2 separate regions of the Mus musculus genome follow, and region 2 is linked to region 1. A link is a contact called in public HiChIP or PLAC-seq data. All regions are on one chromosome and are shown on one strand. Each heading gives the region's core, a stretch centred on a gene start, on an enhancer-like site or on the middle of the called end of the contact. The rest is flanking DNA. Distances are from core to core; before and after follow the strand shown.

The links. HiChIP or PLAC-seq counts read pairs in DNA pulled down with a chosen protein or histone mark.
Region 2: a FOXA1 HiChIP or PLAC-seq map of pancreatic cancer cells shows a contact between it and region 1. The contact joins two enhancer-like sites. A contact is called at or near these places in 2 of 115 datasets of contacts at active chromatin or transcription factors (memory CD8 T cells and pancreatic cancer cells).

Annotation. Positions count from the first base shown.
Region 1 is chr5:92,364,574-92,372,187 of GRCm38.p6, forward strand. It overlaps a transcript of Art3 not described here and the pseudogene Gm2673. Among named protein-coding and RNA genes, the nearest start is that of Art3, 19 kb to the right of the region's middle. Within about 2 kb of position 4,073, at least 64 of the 459 cell types and tissues checked have an H3K27ac peak or open chromatin away from gene starts, as enhancers often do. A contact at or near this core is called in pancreatic cancer cells, where this site is marked.
Region 2 is chr5:92,959,288-92,966,901 of GRCm38.p6, forward strand. It overlaps Shroom3 (shroom family member 3), which reads left to right. Exons shown (of 11, transcript NM_015756.2): 10 at 2,804-3,076; 11 at 5,069-6,472. The coding sequence ends at 5,437. Among named protein-coding and RNA genes, the nearest start is that of Gm36764, 46 kb to the right of the region's middle. Within about 2 kb of position 2,749, at least 91 of the 459 cell types and tissues checked have an H3K27ac peak or open chromatin away from gene starts, as enhancers often do. A contact at or near this core is called in pancreatic cancer cells, where this site is marked.

The DNA.
Region 1 (7,614 bases), core at 2,823-5,322:
TATAACGAGAGACTTCCCACACTAGAAACCATTTTGGAAACAAGAAGACTTGCAGCGTGCCACTTGCTTCGTAGCGCTGGCCAATGTTGGAAATCCAGAAAAGAAAAAGGCTCTTTATGCATTCAGTACTATTCTCATGAGGCTGATGGCTGGAGCGGAGCTGGTAAGCAGCCTCCCGGTGTCCCTGAGAACCCCTCCGGAGAATCTAGGAAGCACGCAGCTAGAGAACAAATCCTTGCCCCTCGAGGAAGAGCCAGCCAGCCTGTCAGTGTGTGCGATTTGAATGAAAAGCAGGTAAGGAAAAAATCATCCACAGGAAGGGATAACAAGCCTCCAACAGGTCTTTCCATCTTGCCTGCGAGCCCTGAAGTCCAAAAACATCTGGTGGTCATCACTGGCACACATTTCTACCTTGCCCTGGCCAAAGGAGGCTTCTCTGATGACCCATCCCGCCTACTGTACACTACCGGTCAGTTTCGGAGCTTTCGGCCGAGGTGGCGGAAGACGACGTGGAGAAGTCTAAGGTTACTCTGAAACGCTTCTTTAAGAGTCAAGAAATGATAGGAGCCATCGCCTCCAGCTTCTGGTCATTTCTGTGCCCCTCAGCTGCCGTGTGACAGATGACATTAAAGATGCCTTCATCTCCCAGACACAGGAGCAGCAGATAGAACTGTTGGAATTACAGAGCCCTGGGACGTCAGATTGCCCGGCCTGAAGCAGCACATTTTTTATGTTGAACTTGACATAGGAGAAAAAATTTTCCACAGAATTAAAAAGAAGTTTCCTTTGCAAATTGGAAGGGTGGCCCTGGGCAGTGAGGCTAGTCTCGTCATTCCTGAGAAAGCTGACCGGAGACATGGTCAAACCAGTAAGGAAGAGGAGGAGGCCCGGCTTGCCACTTCCAGAAGACTTTGAGCTCTCTGACTTTGGACGATTAACCAAAGGGAAGGGCATGTCACAGTTCACACGGATGGCACCAGATGGCACAGGAGGTTGTTCCAGCGTATTCTTAAAGTGAAATCACCATCTCCTGTGGGGGCTGCCTCCCCACCTCTTTTCACTATTTCCCATGGACCTGCTGGCCGCAGGAGGCCTAGGGTTGATCATTTTTTAAAGAAGCCATTCTGAGACGCCATGATATGTTAAAAGAGCGCCTGCTGTGTACCCCTAAGAACAGCTCTGTTTCCCTGCATCCTTATGAGCTTTTAAACCTTCGAGAATGTGTGTGACAGCTCATGACTGTAGTCTCAGAAACTGGGGGGTTATGGCAGGAGGATTGCTGTGAGTTCAAGGCTAGTCTGGACTACATAGTGAGTTCCAGGACATTCTGGGCGATGGTGTGAGACCTCTCTCACCTCCCCACCATCGCCCTCCCATGAATGCAAAAATAATGTTCCCCGAGTCTTGTGACTAATAAAAAGGAAACACTTTTCTAAGATTGAAAAAAATATCATTGCCCCTTGTTCCTCTTAAGTTTTCTGAATCTGACTTAGGTGTGTCACTTATAAAAAAACTAGCAAGTTCAAATCTAGGGCATTTTTTAAAAACAGACCTTAAGGCTGCCGCTGGTGGCTGTGGTGACGGTGTGCACCTTTAATCCCAACACTCGGGAGGTAGAGGCAGGCAGATTGTGAACTGAAGACCAGCCTGGTCTACAAAGCAAGTTCTGTATTTGTACATCATTTATTTGTAGATGTATTCTGTATTTGTAGATCATTTAGGAGAGTGCAGGAACAGAGTGAAAAAAGGCCCTTCTTCCTCCCTGACGGTGACATAACACAGGTGACCTGTAGGGCCGCTGCTGTTACCCTGTGTCACCCTGGAAGTGGAGGGGCTGTGCCCACCATATGCATATGGCCGCTTCTACTTTCCCTTAGAGAGAAAGCACACTGTAAATGCCAAGGAAGGTGTCTTTCAACATCCACTTCTGGTCCTCAGATGACAGATGTGACAGCAGGGCGAGCCGAGGCAGGCAGGGGCTGTTCACTTTCTTACCCGGTTTCCAGCAGCTAAGGAAAAGCCCAGCCTAAGGGTGGGCAGGTGTTCTCTCTGGGCTTCCTGTCAGTAATCCAGTTTCCTGGAAAATGCCACCCTTTACCTCAGTCTAACAAATGTTCATTAATGTTCAAATGTATTGACAGCCCTGGCATTCTTACAGATACGGTCACCAGATTCCTTCTTGTGCACTGCAGATTGGTAACCTTTGGCCTTGTGCGTAGGATTTCTGTTTGCTCTGCAGACAGGTGGAGGAGGGTTCCGATAGGAGGGTCTTTAGGATTTGTTCTGACTTGCTCCCAGCCCGACAGTCTGGTGTCGCAGGAGAAAGGCTTTCTTTGGGAATACCCCTCACCTAGAGATCTCCTGATCTCTCTGTGTAAATATTGGTGTATCTGACCGGGAGTGTCCCACTCATTTCCTGTTTTGAGCTCTTTAAATCACCATCTTATCTTTATGATTTTTTTTTTAATGTGCTCTCTTGCTATGGAGCTCAGGTTGGCCTAATCCTTTCAAATGCTGAGAATATAAGGATATAGCATGTGCCAGCATGCCTCGGTTTTTGCTTATTTTTTTTTAAATAACATCTTTTCATATTCTATAATGAATATTTCTTCTAATTTTATAGCACTGACTCCTCGCCTAGCTTATCCAGGAAAAATGTAAATTACATCCGTGGTTTTAAGTCTCCAGTAGCCACATTTGAAAAGTAAAAGCAACTGAAAATAATTTAAGCAAAATATTTTATGTAACTCAAATCATAAAATCTATTGCCTAATGAACAATAAATAAAGTGAGATTTTATTTATTTTTTGATTAAGTGTTCAAATTGGACCAATCGCATGCCAAAGACTTGGTGCTCATAGGTGCTTATTAACTGCCATACTGGACGGGAGGACCTAGTGAGTGCACGCATTGCATGTTTCGTGTGTCCTGGCTGCCGCGATGCTCACTCTAAAGTAGCTCAGGGTGAAGGACAACAGCAGGAACCATGATTTTGCTTCACAGAGCTGACGTTCCAGGTGGTCCCGAGCCCCCACTATGAGTGCTGAGAACTGAACTCGGGTCCTCTAGAAGAGCAGTTTGTTCTCTTAACCACTGAGCCATCCCTCCAGCCTCCTAAACGCCACGTTCTGTCCTCCCAGTGCTATCGGCCTCTTTTGTTGTTATTTCTCAAGTTGGACTATATTGGCCACCTACTTAAAAGTTTCCCATTGAATTTAAAGGAATATCCCAGGAAATGAGTCTAATTTCTGTCTTTTTTTTTTTTTTTTAAAGTATTATCTGTGTGGTCTACTGAGCTTTCTGTTCCTGTAATAAAACACTATGACTGGAAGAACCTGGGAGGAAAAGGGCTTATTTCCGCTTATAGGTCACAGTCTGACATTGAGGGAAGCCAGGGCAGGAGCTCAAGCAGGCCCTGAAGCAGGACTGTGGAAGAATACTGTTTCTCCTCCCCACTGCCTTGCTTCTCGCTCACTTCAACACACATCCCAAGACTTCTGAGGAATAGTTCTGCCCACAGTGGGGTGGGCCCTCCTCACATGAGCCAGGAATCAAGACAGACCTGACCACAAGGCAGTCTGATGGATGCAGTTCTTCAGTTAGGGTTTCCCTCTTACCAGGTCGCATTAGGCAGTGTCAAGTTGACAATAAAAACTTAGCCACACAGTGTGGTCCATGTGAGCTTTAGCAATGCTTCGAGATGACTTGTTGACTTTAAAACACCAGGGCTGAGGGTGCAGCTCAGAGGTAGAACGCTTGCCTAATGTATCTGTAGGCTCTATGATTGAGTCCCAAAATTCCCTGCATAGTTTCCGGATCTAAAGAGATGAATGCACGTCACCTAAGTATACCGTTAACTCTCCATTCAGTAAGTTTCAGAAATGCACAGGGACCCCCCCCCCCCCACCAAATGTCAGTGCCAAGGTCTTTCCTTCAGTTCAGTTGCGAAACGTGGACCAGAAATGGAAACTCTAACATCTCCTTTTATTAGAAATCAGCGTGATGTAACAGGATCCTGTTTGAGGTTATAGAAGACGGATGACTCACTCCTATGGAAAAGATTGCCAGAAGTCCAGAATAACGTGCCGGGACTGAAGAGAGCGATAGCCAAATGCAGATCCTGTAACCTTATGGCAGTACAACACCTGCTGTTCTTTTCTATAACAACACAGTCATCTTAGAGAGCGTAGTGAATTTTGTTATTGTTAAGACATTACCACTGTGATTTCCTGACATTACAATACTGACCCAGTAGTCAGGAAAACCCTATACACTGTGTTCAGAGTGTCTGTCAGACCCTGAGTAAGACCACAATGAAGGAAACAAATAGAAACTAGAAAGAAATCATAAAAACACAAAAGTCCACGAAAACACAGAAAAAAAATGTGCATTTTTTTTGTTGCCTAAAAGAACCCCAAAATGAGGGTGATTTTTGAAGAAGAAGAAAAAAAAAGTTGTTTCTGAACTTAAGCTTAATCTTCCTATAATTTGACATAGAAAATGTTTTCAAAACCCGCATTCCGCTTATGCTGTCTGGTATCTGAAATAGATCTGTCAGGGGGTCACATTTTATAAGCACCACTTCGTGTTTGATGTGTGCTGTCCCAGACATTACAGCATTGGGCATGCGCACAGGAAGGAGGGGCCGTTGCAGTAGTCCCCACTGTCTGACTGACCACCCCATGCTTGAGAGAACCATTATGAGTCATGGTTCCCTGCCTTGCCAGCAGGGACAGAGTCACAGCTGCGGCTCAGCTCACACACACAGGCTGTGCTGAACGTCTGGTGCTAAAGGGACTCACTTTAGTGTCTGAAAGGGAGAGGGAGAGAGACAGCTTTCAGCTCCCAGAGATCGGAGATTTAAAAAGCTGTTTATTTTGTGTGTTCGCATGTTCACATGTCATTGCGTACACATATATATGCATGCAGAGGGCTGAAGTTGATGCCGATCGTCTTCCTGAATTCCTCCATTTTATTGGTTTAGGTGGGTTTTCTTGCTGAACCCAGAGCATGCCAATTCCGGCTGGTCTAGTTACCCAGCTTGCCCTGAGGATATCCTTAAGGATGCCCTGGCACTGGGACTATGGGAGCTCTGTCACATCGGCCTGGCTTTTATGTGGGTTCTGGGATGTGGACTCCAGACCTCATCTCTGCCAGGCAAATATCTGCTGCATTGAGCCATGACCTCAGCTCCTGATAAACGGGTATTGAGAGTTAGATCTACTGTACCTGTTTACACTGTCTGGTGTCAGCTGTCTCCAGCTTGTTCCTGCCCTTAAGAGACTCTTATTGGCTGTGTTAAATCTACTGTGTGGTTTGCTCTGTTAAGCTGTGGGTGGTTTTGTTGTTGTTGTTTTGTTTTGTTTTGTTTTGTTTTTAACCATAACCCTAAATTGACTGAGTTTGAGCTACAGAGAATTTGAGCTGAATATTTCTCTACCTTCCTAGAAAAAAATTATCAGATATAATAGTAGTCATTGTTTGCTTTTTTTGTTTTAACCCAGGAAAGCACAGTACATCAACATTGTTTTATGTATGATGAGACCCGTTTGTCTAGGGATGTTACTTTTCATGAAATCCACTGCCAAGCTAATTATATTAGTACATAAGTAACCCACGCCAAGCTGTCCACTTATTTCATTTTGAAAATGTATTTTTAGTAATTGTGAGAGAAAGAAAGAAAGAAAGAAAGAAAGAAAGAAAGAAAGAAAGAAAGAGACAAAGACAGACAGAGAGATAGAGAGACAGAGATGTGAGTTTAAAAACTAGTTAATTTGGAGTTTTAGGTAAGTTCAAAAGACCATATGCCAAAACTCAGAACACAGGGCTGGAGCCCTGGAGTAGTAGTTAAGAGCACTGGCTCTTTTGGCTGAACCAAGGACTCGGGTTCAATTCCCAGCACTTCCATGGTGACTCAACCATCTCTGACTCCAGTCTAATACCCTCTTCTGGTCTCTGAGGGCACTGTTGTGCCCTGAGTCCACGGGAAACCCAGACCAGCCCAAGAATTGCGAAATCTGCTGCAATTTGCAAAAGAGTTTTTTATAGTTTCAAGTTCAAACTCTCTCGCTCACCGAGTGAATGCTGGCAAGTGACCCTGAGTCCAGAAAAACACTGGATTTATAGACAGTATAGTTAGGAATCCCCTGAACGTTCACAGAAAAGGGGGGTGGAGGGCTGTAATCATTTGGTGGGATGGAACTGAAGCCCAGAGTGGGGATGGTAAGTGGGTGTCTGTTCAGGGACTAATTTCATGGCCGTCATAACTGTCTGTGACCCAACCTCTGATTACCTTTTCTCCATGATTTAAACTCGAGGCCCAAGTCTCCCTTGAGCTTGTTATTTCTCTAAGGTCTCAAGGACTGGCACCTAGAGAGTTCTGCTGCTTATCAGAAGGAGCGTTGGTTTTTGGAACCGCAAAGGTGAGGAGGATGTCTCACACTGTCTCCTCAGAATGTCCTCATTAAGGGGGAGTTTTATGGGTAGTGCCATTCTAATGATAGGGGAGCAGCCAGGGAAGCGGAGGGAGCCCCAGGCTGCTGCAGGAGGATGCAGCACAGAAACCAGCTGTCTGCATATGGTGCTTGCCTTGGGCTGGAGGGAGCGGGAACGCAGAGGCAAACAGTCTGTACACAACACTGAAGTCTCTCTAGTATCAGTAATTCGGGGGTTATAACAGCACCAGGCACATATGTGGTACACAGACATACATGAGGCAAAACACCCACACGCATGCAATGAAATGGAAAAGCAATTCCAAACACAGGGTGCGTTTGCATTCTGTAACCTTCCTGGCCAGACTGTCCCTCCTTTCTGTGTCCTCCACACTCCTCCAGGAGTTTGCTGTCTTTTGCATGTGTTTGAGCCAGGAACAGTATGTAGTACAAAACAACTTCAGTGTCACCATAAGCTTCAGAGAGAGCATTTTCCTCCCAACAAAGGCGGCTCTATGCACCGCCTTCTGTTGGCCACCCAGAGCGGAACATGACCGCCAGGGCGATGGCGATGATCATGTTAATTTTCCAAGCTGGGAAACAGCATGGCCATTGTTGGGGACTAGAAGCATGCGAGAGGGTAACATTGAGCAGCATTACAAACAACTCGTGGGTTCAGTAACGAGGCAGCCTCGGACAAGGGAGAGGGTCGGGGAAGCAGATGTGGGTGACACCACTCCTGGTCTAGCTGGAGGGTCTTGCTTCAAGGGACGAGTCCTGCATGTGAATATGAGACGAGCCATGTGTGCAAGGTATGATACTGCATTGGACTTCCTGGTATTTTAATAGGCTCTGACTCAAGTAACCAGTTATAGGGAACATTCCTACACATGCGGTTTGCCAGTTTGAACTAAAGGTTAACTAGGCCTCTTCAAACTAAGAGACCCACTCAGAAATGTAACAAAGGAGACTGGAAGGACATTATTGTGGTTGCAATATTTTATTATATTCAACTTAATTGGCTTTTGCATTCAAGACATGAATAACTTTTTTAATACTTAGAGAAGCTATGAGTTTAGTGGGTTTTTTTTTTTTTGAGTCTTATTTCTTTTCAAATAAAGTAAATAAGAGTTCTGTCATTTCCCTGCTTCCTGTTCTGCCCGAGACCCACACATTGTTT
Region 2 (7,614 bases), core at 1,499-3,998, 590 kb after region 1:
TGTTTTTGTACCAGTGTTTTGGGGATGCTGCGGCACAAGCCTCAGAGCTGCCACTCGGGGAAGCTAGGGTTGCCACCCAGGCACCTACTGCAACAAGTGCTGGACTCTCAGACGCTGGCCTGACCTTGTGATAGCACAGAAAACAAGGCCTGTCCGTATGGTTGTCTTCCAGTGTGCGTGCATTTGAGCCTCATAACATTCCTGAGAGCTATTTTAAAGTACTAATTGAAACCAGCACCCTGGAGCCAGACAACCTGGGTTTAAGCCTGGCTCTGTCACTTACTGTATGGTCTGGGGCATGTCCCATACCCTCACTGTGCTTCTCAGTGAGGCTGGGACGATACCTGTGTTGTCGGGCTGTCGGAGCCGTGATTGAGTAGTGAGACGCTGCTTCTGCCTGCCACAGAGCATGGGATCAATAAGACATGATCTCATCGAGGCAGGTGGAGCTGTCCTCTTGCTGATGGCACAGGTGAAGTGGCCTCCTGGCAGTGATCAAGTCAGAGCTGGTCTCCGACTCGGAGTCTGTGCTCCTCTGCTGCTGAGGGAGAAGACCCGGCAGGATGTTTCCTGTGCAGATGGTGTGTTGAACTATGTTTAGAAAAAGAACGCACATAAATAGCATCTCACACAGCCTGGGTTAGCAGTTTGTCAGATGTGAAGCTAAGTGGGTGAATGTCAGTGGCCTACAAGTTCCGTAGCTCCCGGGAGAGACTAGTATAGTATTAAAATTCTCTCTTTCATGGGCCGAGGAGATGGCTGCCGTTAAGAGCACTTGCTGCTCCTGCAGAGGATTCCCTGCAACCATACTGAGTGGCTCACAGCTCCTGTAACTCCAGCTCTTGGGGAATCAGACTCTCTCTTCTGGTTTCAAAGGCATCTATATACACACACGTGGTGTACATACATACAAGCCGTTACATGTATAAATGATAAAGAAAATTTAAATATTATTCCCTTCTCCTGCCCTAAATGAGTTCTGTTAAAGTTGGATTTTGTTATTTTTTAAAAAGGATCATCCTGGCACAGAAATGTTGGCAGCACTGCTGGCTTCCCCCTGATGCCTGCGGTTGCTCAGAACCTCTTCACTATAGTCTCAGCCCAGGTCTCCATAGTTAAAGACCTGGTGATCAAAAGCTGGCAGGCATTGCATCCACATACCTAACGGTGAGGCAGGGCCGACTGGGTGCCTGCCCAGTCTCTGCACTGCCTTACTGTAATGTACAGAATGTGCCCAGGCTTCTGTGCTGTGTTTGTGTGGCTCTGCCCAGTGTCCACGCCGTCAAACACCAGAGCTGGGTCTGGATAGAAAGACCCAGCTGACTGGACGTGGACTCTGGCCTCAGAGTGCCATATGAGTCCCATGCACCAAGCTGCCTACCTCCCAGCATGCGCACTGCTTAGGGCCTGAGAGCCAGCAAGCTGACTCCAGCAGACTAGCAGAAGAACGGGGGACCTGGGTATTAGTAAGGCTTATACAAGCACCCCCACCTACTGGGCCAGGTTGCCCACCCTGGGTCAGACCTGAGCAAGGTCTTGCTGTATAGCCACAGCTCCCCTGGAACTCACTGTGTTCCAGGCCTTGGCCTTGAACTCACAGCCATCCTTAAGTGCCAGGACTGCAGGAGCTCACCAACATGCCTGGCTGAGAAGAGTACTCTCTGCTAATACTTTGAGTGCCCAGCCTGGCAGCTGTACCTGCAAGGTTAAAAAAGACCAGGGCTGACTGGGCGACCTGACCTGACCTGGCAGTGTCTGCTGTTTCCCACCCGTGTTGCCTTCAGCTTGTCTCTTCATAGGCACAAACTTATCCAAGCTCTGTGCTAGTGGGCAGCTTGTTACTGAAGTCTGCTGCGCTGTCCCACAGTGATGGCTGCCAGCGGAGGATGCTTTTGGGGGGGAGGGTAATAGCATAATTAACCCTAATTACTTTTTCCCTCCCACTCATGTTACCGTGGGCCGAGTCTTCTGTTGAGGAAATGCTTAGACACCTTACAGCTTTTCCCTTAGAAGTGAGGTTTGTGTCAGTTAAGCTGCCTGTAGCCACGGAGATCTGGAAAGTTGAACTGACAACAGGATGTCACTGTTTAAGCCAGAGCTTCTCTTCAGAAATTAGTAGTTAGAGGCTTACGTTACATAGTTGTGGCAAGCAGGTCCAGATTTAGTTAAAAGGCAAAGCTGAGTGGCTTTCTGATACAGTGTCACCATCAGTGTGTGTAATGGTCATGTGAGAGCCCATCTGGTGATGCATGGGCCTGAGGTGGGCGCATCCCCAAGTCTCACCCTCCCCGCTGTATGCGGAGGACTAGATGAGGCAGAACCTGTAGCTCATAGTAACTGCCCAAGGCCAGCTATCCAGCTCAGCTCTCAGACCGTGGGTGCTGGAGGCCCTTCACTCCGGTTCCGTGGCTGCTCGTTTGTAGCCGAGGATGTTCACCCCGCCCCTCCTTTCTTGCTCGTGGTATTGTGCCTAGTAAGAAAGAAAGGACATTGAATGAGAAGTTAACAAACCAGTTGGAAAGGCAGAACTGTATGCAGCATTACACAGTGAGGAATATGACTAGTGCGTGTATAATCAGGTGTGGGCTGGGGAACTCTGAATAGGCTCAAAGAATGGCAGTTGTAGACATTCAGGGAAAGGCAAAGGAAAAAGAAAAAAAAAGTTCTGATTTGAGTCATCAGTCCCCACAGAGCTGAAGAGCTTTTAGCTGAACCTTGACGGCAAGGGCGGGGCCGGGAGTGCCCATCCACATTCCAGCAGCAGCCCTGGCTCAGCTTGGCTCTGTGTCTCTCACCATTCTAGGCTGAGCTTATCGGAAGCCTTACCCACAAGCTGGAGAGCCTCCAGGAAGCCAAGGGGAGCCTGCTCACGGACATCAAGCTGAACAATGCCCTGGGAGAGGAGGTGGAGGCTCTGATCAGTGAGCTCTGCAAACCCAACGAGTTTGACAAGTACAAGATGTTCATAGGGGACCTGGACAAGGTGGTCAACCTGCTGCTGTCCCTGTCTGGACGCCTGGCCCGCGTGGAGAACGTCCTCAGAGGCCTTGGTGAAGACGCCAGCAAAGAGGAAAGGGTATGTGGCCTAGCAGGTTACCGTCTGAGCCCTCTGTCCATAGAGACACTTCTCCGGGATGACCATCGCTGTGGGTTGAGAGAGCACCTGCTAGGCAGGATTCAGTGTGGATACTCTGGGCAGATGCACAGGGCCTAGGGCCTCTCCTTCCTCGCAGAGATAAAAACACATTAGACGCTTAAAGGAGAGGAGGACCACAGAACCACTGGGATAAGAGGGCAGAAGTGAGCTTCAGGGAATCTGCACGATGGGCCCAGCCGTGGGCAGGTACGTGGGCACGACTGTGCTGTCCTCCACTGGAGGGACAGTGCTGTTGTGACAGACACTTGGCTTTGCGCTTCATGTGCAGTGTCCTGAATCCCTACCATGCTGCATTAGTGCTTGACCTCTCTAAAAACAAAAATCTCAGTAGAAAGAGGACAGCTGACCCAGTCAGTACCAAACTCAGCGTCTCCACGTGCCATGATGACAGGGGGAGGGGAGGGGAGGGGAGGGGAGGGGAGGGGAGGGGAGGGGAAGGAAGGGAGGTCCATAGGCTTCAGAGCTGCAGTGTTTGATCTGAGCCGCAGTGAGGAGTGTGCGAAGCTTTGATGGCGACAGTGCTAGGAGCTCAGGCTGTGCCTCAGACTTCTCTTCATGGTGAATCAGACACAGCATGTTTAATTCAAGCCTCAGAGTGATTAGGGAAAGAACTGTCAGAGTGGGGATATTGATAAAATTCACCCACTAACTTTGTACTGTTTTCTAGGATTATTATAGAAATCCTATGAGCTAGCTGGGCGTGGTGCTGGCGGTGGTGCTGGCGGCGGCACACACCTTGAATCCCTTGGAGAGGCTGAGGAAGGCAGATTGCTGAGTTCAAGTCCAGCCTTGTCTACATGGCTTTCCAAGCCAGCCAGGGCTACATAGTGAGCCGCCACCTGACTTGTCAGATAGGGGATTTGAGGCAGAGTCACGTGACCCTTTAGCAGTCCTAGGTCAGGTAATTTGTACTGAGGGATGTGTAAGTCACTGCACTTCACGATTGGATTCCATCTTACATTGTCTCACTCATGTTGTCCTGAAAGGTCTGAAAACTATTCAATTCAAAACTCTTTTAAAGTACTTACTGTGGCGTTTACACTGTGTCGGCATATCAGATGCAGGACACATGAAGTATTTCCAGGAAGTCGATGGGCCCCGAAGAGGCGGCAGCTTACTACTGGGCTGGTGTGGGAAACTCTGAAGTACGACACCAACGTCCTTCTTGAACAGAGTTTTACTCATGGATAGAGGCCAAGCAGCAGCCCGGGGTGGCAGGGATGTTGGTTTTGTTAAAGATGAGGAATATATCCCCATTGTTACAGATTGGGAGGCACGGAGTTCAGAGCCCTGCCTGCAGATGGTTTAAAAACCTTTTTTAGCATATATATATATATGTATAAATATGTATATATATGTATATGCATATATATATATGCTAATAGGCAAATACACACACATATATATAAGCTAATAGGCATATATATATATATATATGTGTGTGTATATATATATATATATGCTCCCCATGTGCATTACCAGAAGAGGCCAGAAAAGGGCATGGATTGTCCTGGCCCTGGAGTTGGAGACCATTGTTACTGCCATGTGGGTGCTAGGAATTGAATTCAGATGTTCTACAACAGTCAGTCTGTGCTCCGAACCAGGGCTCCATCTCTCCAGCCCCCTGCAAAGTTTTTATTCAGCAGATGGAGAGGTGGGGCACAAAGTACTCAGAGAACTTGAGGATTGGCTCAGTAAGTGTAGAGCTAAAAAGGGCAGGTTGTTACCACAGCCATTTACCCACCACAGAGTGTTCAACATAAGGAGAGAAAACAGATAGTAATAATGGCTATAGGTACATCCATCCATCCTTCGCACTGTTGAGTAGAGCACTGGTTTGCAGCCCTGTGAGAGGCAGGAGTCTGCCTCCTTGTCTTATGGCTGCCTTACCTGTTCATTTTACCCTGGCAGAGTTCTCTGAACGAGAAAAGGAAGGTTCTGGCTGGCCAGCATGAGGATGCACGGGAGCTCAAGGAGAACCTGGACCGGAGGGAGCGCGTGGTGCTGGATATCCTGGCCAACTACCTGTCCGCCGAGCAGCTGCAGGACTACCAGCACTTCGTGAAGATGAAGTCCACACTCCTCATTGAGCAGCGGAAGCTGGATGACAAGATAAAGCTGGGCCAGGAGCAGGTCAGGTGCCTGCTGGAGTCGCTTCCCTCGGACTTCAGGCCCAAGGCAGGGGCCATCTCCCTCCCTCCAGCCCTCACCGGCCATGGGACTCCTGGGGGGACATCTGTATTCGGTGGTGTTTTCCCAACGTTGACCTCTCCTCTTTAATCGCTCCTGTAAGCCCTGGGCAAAAGCTGCCACTCTCACCACTGTTCAATCTGAAAGCGATTTCACTACAAACTGCGGTTTGAGTTGTGGGTTACTGGGGGCTTCCTGAGTAACAGGAAGAGGCTTTCCAGGAATCTCTCTTGCCTTTCACGGTTGGTCTTCTGCGAGCTTGCACGCTCTGTGGAAGAGAGTCGGTGACCTGCGGCCTGATGGAGGGTGTCTGGCACGGGTTTCCCCAGGCTGAGGCGGCGGAGATGGGTGTGTGGCACCCTCAGGAATGTATCCACAGCGGCCTTCCTTGCTGGTGGGCAGTGCACCCTGATACCAGGGCACAAGTACCAGTCTGCAACACAAAGCCTTAAAAAGACACACACACACACACACACACACACACACACACACACACACACACACGTTAAGAAAACTGTAAAACCCCTGAACGTTTTTGTTATTTATATTTTTAAAAATGAAAAAGATCGTTATGTTTGTGTGCTAACCACTTACTTGATTCTATTTTGTGGTGGATGTAGGCAATTATGTTTGAGCTTTGTATTTCGTGAAAACCTTAATGAAGAATTCCAAAGATAGTCAAATTGAATATGGAGATTTTTGCGGGTTTTTCTTCTGCTCGTTTTGTGTGTATCTGCTGTTGGGTGGCTGTGTGCGCCACAGTAGGTGTGTAGAGTTGTACAGCTTTGTGTGGGTTCCGAGGCCTGACCCTGGGTCATCAGGTTCTCCCATCGCAAGTCTCTTCACCCACTGAGCCCTCTCTCCAGCCCCAGTCAGACGTTAATAAAGATGGGTGGCCATTCTGCACTTGTGCTATGCTGTGAGAGGTCCCAGTTTCCATGGTGATCGGGCCTTGCCACGTTTCTCCAGGAGGACGGCTCAGTGGTGACATCTCGGGGTGTGTTCCTCCTTGACCAGTTTATTCACAAAGACAATAGTTCCCAAGCCTGTGAGAGATGAGTCTAAGCCAGTTCAAAACCGAGTCCGTGCTGCCATCGTAGAGGAAATACACTTACTAAGCGACACAGTCAGGATGGTTTAGTATTTTTTAGAAGCTGGTTTTCCTAAATGTCAGACCTGCAGGTCATGAGAGCTGATTTCTATTGTCAAGTTTCAGTGAAAGCAATTGAGGGGTTCTGTGGTACAAGGTATAAGTCTACTCAAACAAATCAGGATGCCAGCGGGGCTGCAGATGTCCCAGGAGCCAGGCTGGGTACAGCCACTAGAAAAAGTAAGAGTGTCATGTTTTGGGCAGGTGACACACCACAAACTTTCTGCTTGTTGTTGACTTAGAGGCCACCCAGAAGTTTCTTGGCAGCCGTCAGCCAAAGCTCTGTTCTGTGGAGCTTATACACCGTTCAAGTGCTCTGACCCTGACAGGGTTCTTTTCTAATGCTCCGTTCAGAGGGGCCATCGTGACTCAGGAGGCCAGAGAGAAAGCCGTTTAGCAGCCACATTGCACTGCAAAGTTATTCTGGAGTTAATACTGTACGCCCAACTGACACTTCGTTAGATGTGGACCAATCAGAAGCCTGAAACCCATGCCTGTAGGTAACTGTCTTTCCCAGCCAATGCCTCCAGATGTTCTTAGTAAATGCCTTGGAGGAATTTTGGGGCTCCCAGAACACAGCACTGTTTAAAGTTACTCTTCAAGGACAGTGAGGTGGCTCAGCAGGTAAAGGTGCTTGCTGCCAAGCCTGAGAACCTTGCGTTCCATCCCTGGAACCTGCATGGTAGAAATAGAGAACCCACCTATGTGCTCTGGCCCTGTGCACCCACACACACACATGCAGTAGGCGAAGGTGAGAGAAAGTGCTTGTATTACAGGCAGGAGTTCAATCATCAAAACCCATATAAACCCAGCAGGACATGGGAGGGCACTGGTAATCCAGCACCAGGGAGGTGGGGACAAGCACACCCCAGCCTTGCTGGCCAGCCAGCGAGAGTCCCTACCCCAAAACATAGGGGAGACAGCCTGAGAGAGGACACCTAAGGTTGCCCTCTGCCTTCATACGTGCAAGTAGAAACACTTGAGGATGACTGGGGTCAAACCACACATTGTCAAGATGACTTCTCTGACTTAGACACATAAGTAATTTCACAGCAGAGTGACAGGGAATATTGGAACATTGTTAGGCCACCACTGAAGACCCTCCAGAGCATGGCAT